2 separate regions of the Mus musculus genome follow, and region 1 is linked to region 2. Evidence: chromatin contacts called from public Micro-C data. All regions are on one chromosome and are shown on one strand. Each heading gives the region's core, a stretch centred on a gene start, on an enhancer-like site or on the middle of the called end of the contact. The rest is flanking DNA. Distances are from core to core; before and after follow the strand shown. Region 1 holds the start of Eya2 (EYA transcriptional coactivator and phosphatase 2). Region 2 holds the start of Cdh22 (cadherin 22).

What was found. Hi-C and Micro-C count contacts between places; a contact is called where the count stands out from the background.
Region 1: a contact with region 2 is called in a Micro-C map of embryonic stem cells, with 2.5 times the contacts expected there. The contact joins the promoter of Eya2 here to the promoter of Cdh22 in region 2. A contact is called at or near these places in 1 of 39 promoter capture datasets (liver) and 3 of 484 Hi-C or Micro-C datasets (all in embryonic stem cells).

What each region holds. Positions count from the first base shown.
Region 1 is chr2:165,592,959-165,596,891 of GRCm38.p6, reverse strand. It overlaps Eya2 (EYA transcriptional coactivator and phosphatase 2), which reads right to left and starts at 1,864. Exons shown (of 16, transcript NM_001271963.1): 1 at 1,628-1,864.
Region 2 is chr2:165,233,162-165,237,253 of GRCm38.p6, reverse strand. It overlaps Cdh22 (cadherin 22), which reads left to right and starts at 2,517. Exons shown (of 12, transcript NM_174988.3): 1 at 2,517-2,699.

The DNA.
Region 1 (3,933 bases), core at 615-3,114, 360 kb before region 2:
TTTATCGAGTTGTGAACTAAGATACAAAGGGGCATAGGAACCTAAAAAGTAGTTTAACACACACAAACACACACACACACTCACACAAACAAACACACAAACACACTCCCACACACACTTGCACCATCTCAGGTTCTCTCAGATCTATTCATACATTGTTGTTGGTTTTTTTTTTTTTTCACAACTGCAGATTTTCAAGTTTCAAATCCAAGCTCATTATTATGCTCAGTCACAAACAAGATTCCAAACATTATCATTTCTTACATAAATAGCCCATTAACTTTCCCCAGTCTGAGGATGTCTAAAGACAGGGAAATATTAGGCTTGGGGGACTTACAGATGCTGCAGAGAAGTGGGAAGGGGAGGGCATTCCTTGGGTAAAACGGCACAATGACCCTTGACAAAGATTGTTTTGAAAAGACCCAGCCTTGGTCCCCACGGACAGCTGTGAATGTTGGGGTCTAACACATCTCCGAGGGCTGGTGTCTCTCTTAAGCTGACCCATGCTCTGGTCATAGAAAATTCTTTCATCCTAGCATCAAGGGCTTGTGGAATTAATAGAATCGGCTTCAAATACAACCACTGTCCCCAGTTATAGTTTCCTTGGGGCGGGAGTTCCCGACTCAGACATAATTCAAATGCTTCCCTGGTGTTTGTAAATCCTAGTACTTTCTCTCACTTCGTTAAACCTTCCCACCAGGAGTGGCTTCTGTACCTCGCACGACATATTTATATATAATATCGCGTTATATATTATATATACTTAAAGTCGTTAAAAGTTATGTAGCATTTCAGACTGAGGCGGGAAGAGGGAGGGAGGATAGGCGATAGCGTTTCTGCCTTGCTTTTTCCACAGGCAAGGAGCGAGGGCTGTCAAGTCTGAGCCCTGGGATGGTTTTGGGGCCCAATGTGCCTTGCAAGAAAATCTCACATTCAACTGCGGAGTAAAGAAAGCACTTTGAGGCTTTAGCGATGGGACACCTCTCCCAGTCCTGCTTCCCTAATACTCCGTGAGCGTGAGAGCTGTTTGAAATGCAATGAAGCAGCTAGGGCTAGTCCACAGCTGCCTGGCTATAGTAACTCAGGTCCGCGCGCTCTCCCCTTACTATGAAACCCAGTCTAAGCGTCCTGATGAAAAGTTGTGTTAAGTTTCAGCTTCAGAGTGAGCGCCCTGAGCTGGACCAGTGCGGGCTACAGGATAGTAAAGACTTTTCAAAAGAAAATCGACGTGGGGGAGGCTGGGCCACGGGCCCCAAGTTCCAGCGAGTTGCACAGCTCCTCGGCCACCCACAACCCCAGCCTTCGGACATCAGCTTGTCTCTTGGATCCTTTGGGTACAATCCGAGATTCAGCACGAGTCTCCTGAGTCTCCTCCGAGGCCAAACAACAAACCAAACGCAGAGACCCGGCCGCGTCCTGCACTTGTCCGGCGCACTGGAGTTGCTAACTTCAGTCACTGCGCCCCGCACCCCCCCTCACCTGGAACACAAGGGGAAACTGAGGCCCTGAGACCCAAAGGGATCTCAAGACTGGATCTGCTGCCGGCGGCCGAGTTTCCGCTCCTTTAGTGTCTACGGGGTCCCCGGGAGACGCGGTCCCACCCGGTGTCCCCGAGCGCGGTACTCACCCGCACAGTGCAGAGTCGTCCCGAGCGGGCCAGGCCGGGAGATGGCACGCGGAGCGAATGTCGCAGGGCTGCGGCAGCCTCCTGTGCCGGGGACCGGCCCCCTGTCCCGGCCGCGGGTCTCCTGCGCCCCCGCCGGGCCGCGCCGTGCGTGGGGGCCGCGGGGCGCGGCGCTGGCTCCGGGCGGGGAGTCGGCCCTGCAGTGCGCGCTGCTCTCGCTGCCGCCGCTGCGCTCCCGGAGGAGGGACGCGCCGGCCTCCTCCCTGCGGCGACGCCCACGCCGCCTCCCGGCCCCGCAGCGTCCTCACCGTGGCCAGGCGCGGCCCCAGAGAGTCAGCAGCGCAGACGGGGACCGCACACATGCATTCATCCGCCCATCATCCACCCACCCATCATCTATCTATCTATCTATCTATCTATCCATCCATCCATCCATCCATCCATCCATTCATTCATTCATCCATCCATCCTCCATCCACTCGACTGTCCGTGCCTGGTCAACTGCTCCACTACAATAAGACCAACTCGTTTTCTGTCATCCTGGAACTTTGCATCCACGTTGAGAGTGGGAATCACGAACAAAGAATCCAGGGAAAAAGGCAGCTGAAGAAAGTTGTAAATACCAAGGAGAGGGAAAGAAGGGCTTGTGGGTGGCCGGGCAGCAGAGCGGTCCAGGAAGATGTCTCTGTGGAGGTGTCACCTCAATTACAGGAAAGTGTGAGTGTGAGGGTGAGCGTGTATGTATTAGGCCAGAGGTCAGCAGTACTGTTTTTGTCAATAGCTCTCCCCCCACCCCCCAACGCAAGGTTTCTTTTTGAAGATGGAGGTTTTTGATTCAGGATTCAGCTGGAGGGGCTGGCCAGCAAGCTTGCTCCAGGGATCCTCCTGCCTCTGCCTCTTAGGCGACGCATTATAGGCACCTGCTGCCACGCCTAGCATTTTACTTAGCTACTGGGGATCTGAACTCAAGCCCTTCTGCTAGCATGGTGCTTTAATGACTATGCCATTCCCCAGTCCCAGTGCCTCCCTTATGGGGGCTCAGCTGGCTTCAGATTACTACTGCTGCTGCTCAGATACTGGGACTTCAGGTGTCTCCAAGTCAGGCTTTGGGTCCCTTAGCCAAACCAGTCAGTCTCTGGGCCCCTTATGAGTCCCTAGTGGGAAACTAGAAATGGGCCTCAGCTGGACCCCAGAGGTGAAAGATCTATTCCAAGTTTACACACGCCAGCTTCTTTTGGCTTCTCTAGCTGTGCTCAGGATAGATTAGGTGACTCTGAACTCTGACTTGTTCCAGAAGCTCCTGCTCTAGAAGATCTGATGCCCTCTGCTGGCCTCTGCAAGCACTGCACTCACATGCACAATTCCCCCCCCCCCCCCCAAATACAGACAATAAAAATAAAACTAGGGGCTGGAGGGATAGCTCGACAGTTAAGGGTCCTGTTACTCTTGCAGAAGACCCTGGTTAAGTTCCCAGAACTCACATGGCAGCTAATAGCTATCCTAACCAGGCCTGCACATGGTACACAGACATACGTACAAGCAGGATGCTCATACACAAAAAATCAAATCAAGTCGGAACCAGTTGTGAACCCTTTCCTTGATTTAGAGAGATAATCACCTGTATGTGTAATTCTTTAAAAGGGGTCCCCAAGTGTAGATGGGTCAGGCTCTGGCATTGCTGGCTCTGTCTCCCGTCTTATCTGTTTCCTTCCCACCACAGACACCATACCAGAGCAAGTACCTACCGTTGTCATGGCTGTCCCCACCCAGTGAGGAGGATCTGGGTATGTCCCCACACCACAATAACTCTTTCGCCTTTTAGAAGCAGAGTGAGCATCGGCTCTTGGACTTGATTTTCTCATCCAGAGCTCAGCGGCGAGACTCTTGTATTATTGTATTATTAATAATTATGTATTATTACTGTGTGAATGCTCAGAGCCCACACCACCCAGGCACTTCCCACCGAGGCTGTGGCTGCCCCCAGCCATGTTCCACATATTACCTACCCCCTGGGGTCATCTTAGAAAGCACAACGGTGCACTTGCTTGAGAGTCTCAGAATTCCCTAACAAGGCTTTGACCTGGCCCCTGAACCTCACTTTTTTCTTATAAACAAACAAACAAACAAAAATGTTTTGTTTTAAAGGTTTTTGTTTTAAAATCCCAGACTGAAGGGCTGGGACGAGCGCTCAGCTGGTGAAGTGCTATGGTGCCAGCATTAGGGCCCGACTTTGGATCCTCAGTGTCCATGTAAATAGCTGGGCACTGTGTAATAGCTCACGCGTGTAATTCTAGAGCTGGGGACGCAGA
Region 2 (4,092 bases), core at 1,268-3,767:
ACGGCACGGTGACAAAGGATTATGGGTCCAAATGTCATGCGGTGGAGGTGAAGGGAACCTGTGTTCAAGAGAGGGCAAAGCCAGGGGTGCAGATGACTACTCCAAAGGCCATAATGTACCAAACCCCGCTGGCTCTTCTGATGGAATCTCACAAGTTCCTCCCAGAATAATCCCCAGCCACACCCCTCCCCCAAGTCCTCCATGACTTCATCCAGACCCTGGAAGAGCAAGAGCGATACTCTCCTTGTATGCTCACCTCATACATACTATAGCATAAAGAAACCTGGGATGTCCTAGGCCTGTTGCTTGCCTGGAAGCAACAGTCCCTGTCCCTTCAGCTCAGAGGCCTGAGGAGGATCAAAATCCCCACTATCGCCACTATTCCATGTGCACTGTGACTTTCTGCAAGTTTCACGTTTCTCAGTGCCCCAGCCTCCCTGTCTATAAATTTGTAGGTTGTCTGCTGTGTCAATCAAATGAAATAATCTACATAAAAATTAATAGGTAGTACAGGGCTTACTAGCTGCTGTTGTTACATTGGTGTCATCTGATCTGAGTCAATGCTGGGAAAGAGACCTCTATGACACCCCAAGATTTTCATGGGATCTCTTCCTGTTCTTGCCACCTACTGCTACAGTCAGAAGAGCCCTGGCTTACCCTCTTCCAGAGCAGAGAACCCAGGCAGGATGTACTAACTAATCCACTCTCACCACTTTGCCTGTGTATTCCTGATATTCCAAAATGTTTCCTCGTCTGTAAAATAGGACCGATCTGCATACAAGCAAAATCACAGCAGTTCTGACGATGGTGAATCTCAAGTGCTCCCAGAACCCAGGACGTGAGGCCGCCGAGAGGAGGTTTTTGGATAAGGGTAGGAGGCAACCTAAAGGGGAAGGTGAGATGTTGGGAGAGTAAAAGGTAAGGCTCTAATGGAGTTCTGGGGAGAAGAGACTTTGTGGCTTACCCCACTGTGTGCAGGCAAATGTGGAGGCTATCACAGCCCAGGCCCAAACAACCTATGGCCCTGTAATTAGGTCAGAGTCCTGAGGGGTCAGCACACAGCCAGGCCTGGGGCAGGGACAGAAAAGAAGGATCCACAGCTGCAAAAAGTGAGTCGGGGAGAGAGGGAGAAAGCAGAAAGTGTGGAGATGCATCTGGAAGGCCAGCCTCTGGTCTCTGAAAGCATGAAAGAGTAGAGGCTAAGAATAGAGAGGTTGGGGAGGAAAAAGACCAGGAGACTGCACAAAAGCAACGCTTGGGAGATCAATGAAGGGAATGAACCGAGAGAAGAAGGACTTAAGGGAGGGAACCGGCTGTCGAGGTGGAGAATAAATCTCAAAATAAATAAGAGTGATGGAGTTCAGCTGGAAGGACTAGAAATGCAACCACCCAGAGGAGACACCAGTCACTAGGGAGGAGTGGGAGAGTGGAAATTAGAGCTCCCGGTGGTGAGCAGGCCAGGGCGAGCTGGAGTATGGGTCCCTAGGGACCATCAGGAATCAGGGTCTCGGAGGGAGGGCGTTGTCACCTCTTTAACTCAGCGTCTGTTTTGCAGGCCAGGATGCTTGGTTAGGGGCAGATGGCAAAGACATACAGCTGCACGGTCACTTCAGTCACCTGGCTGGCACCCATGCAGCTAAGAAAAAGGAAACAGTCTAGGCAGAAAAGACATCGGGCATTGGGCTAGCTGAATTTGAGCAAGAACGGAAAATCTGGCTTTGCAAGCGTTTCTGGACAGTGGGGGGTGGGGGTGGATTTTATTAGCCTCATGCTAGAGGGCACGAAGTTTAGGCTGGACTGTCTTGTTTGCCTACTCTTTTATTCTGGCTGGAGGCACAGGACTTCCAGAGCTCGCTCCTAAAGAGGAATGACCAGCGTGGCTCTCTTCCCAGGACAACTGACCTTCCACCTGCCAGCAGACTCCCAGCCCCGGGGCAGGGGCTCTGTCCACCTCAATGTTCAGTGATTGTCTCTGAAGCCTCGGTCTGTGCAAAGGGCCTTTCTGGGCAGCCAGCCAGGGGTGGCCACTTGAGAAGCCCGCCTCTACCTTCGCTTGCACCCCCTTCTTTTGAAGCCGGGCTTTCATAGTGTGTGGGGGAAGGGGGGCTAGATGCAGCGAAGTCTGGCCAGGGGAGTGGTGGGGACAGGGTCTAGTCTGCCACGGGTGCCTCGGGGCAGCTGAACCGCCAGGCAAGGAGGGAGCCCGCTCCCCTCCTGGGGGCGCTCCCTTCGCGCGGATCTGGGCTGGGAGGAGGAGAAGGAGCACTCCCCCGGGGGCTTTCCCGCTGCCGGCGACGGGGGAGACGGAGCCTCCGGGCCCCGCAGGCGAGGGAGGGGTGCGGTCGGGGCGGGGGCCGGGCTCCCCGGCTGGCTGCGGGGTCCGGCCCGGCGGCCGCCTGCGGCTCGGCGCTGCTCGGCGCTCCTGCCCGGCGGGCGCTGCATTCTCCGAGTCTCCACCAGAGGCTGCGGGAGGAAGGAAGGGATCCGTCCCTTGCACACTTCCCCCCTAGTCAGACACGCACACTCCCTCGCTCTCTCGCTCCTCCACACACGCGCGCACTCGCCGCCGCGGCTCCCCCTCTCGCTCCCGCTCTCCCTCGGCTCCTCCGAGCGGACGCCAGAGCCGGACCTGGCTGTGATCCTGCCGCTTGCTGGCGTCCCAAGGCGCGGACCAGGGTGCAGTCCGGCCGCTCCCCAAGGTAAGAGCGCGCGGCACCCGCGGGAGGACAACCGATCGCCGCTGGGGAAGGCTGCGGGCCGGGAGGGTGCACGGGCCGGGGAGAGGCGGGCGCGGCGCGGCGCGGGCTCCGGGGCAACAGCTGAAGCGCGCCCATCCCGCGCCCCCTCCCCGGCGGGGAGACAGGGACTTTCCCACGTCCAAACTTTCCCCGGCGCGGAGCCCAGCCCGGCCACCTCCCGGCCCGGGAGTCGCGGTCCCTGTGTCCTGAGCTCCAGGATGCCCCCGAGGCCGGGGAGGAAGGGGGTGTCTGCGCCAGGGGTGTAGGGCCGGAGTGCGGGGAGGGGTGGGGAGATGGAGAATCCAGCCTCTGTACGGGCCGGGACCCCGGCATTCCCGCCGCCCACCCCGCGCCGCCCCGGCTCGGCTCGCAGCCCCTCCCGGAGGCCCGGCGATCGGCGCGGCGGGAGCGTGTGCGCCGCGCGGGTGCGTGTGCGGGTCGAGCCGCGGCGACACGCGCGGCTGCGGCCACCCCTGGGTGGGGTGAGCTGGACAGGCTATGAGGACCCTTGTGGCCCTGCCGACGTGACCCCCTGCTCCCTTCGGCCGTCGGATGGCCGGTGGAGATTGAGAGGTAGCTCTACCCTCTTCATCCGCACACGACTCCGGGGACTCTGTCCCCACCACGGAGAAGGACCGGGCTTCACAGGCTCACGTCCAAAGCACGCGCCACTCGGGACTGACCCTCCGGAGGCCGGGGTGCGGAACCGGGAGGCGTGGACCTTGCGACTGTGAGGGCGTACAGGCTGCGGGACCCTCGATAGACACTATCCCTAACCACGTCTCCCTTGGCTCGGGACCTGACTTCGCCACTTCCGCTGTGGCCTGGTCGGGTCCCTGCCCCAGCTTGGGTGCTGCTGGAGACGACCCTGTAGGGTGCAGCGGGCGGAGCGCAGAGAGAGGCTGGAGTCCCCCGAGGTCTCCCCAAGCCGCAGAGGCACCCCCTGCTGGCGGGCACAGCAGCGACGGCTGAAGCCTGCGGGGCCCGGCCGGTTGAAGGCTTGTCCGGCTCGCGCTGCTAGGAGCCCCCTGCTTTCTCTCCTACCCTTCCTAGTCGGCGGCGGCGTTGGTCGGAGGGTGTGCGTTCCATCTGATGAGCTCCCTGGGTCCCAGAACCAGCAGGAGTGCTCAACTTGGCCAGAGTCTTGATTGTTAGTATTGGCTACTGCCTCTGCTTCTTCTCCTTCTGTCCTGGAAGCCTATCCATTATGTCCTCTGTCCCTCAGAGTATCTCCCACGCTAGCCCACCAGTGCCCACCCTGACTCTTTTTGGGATGTGGGGGCTTGGCCCGTCTCATCCTCAGTGTTGCCACCTTCTTTCACCCTTCTTGCCTCAGTGTCTGTCAGGTCAGAAG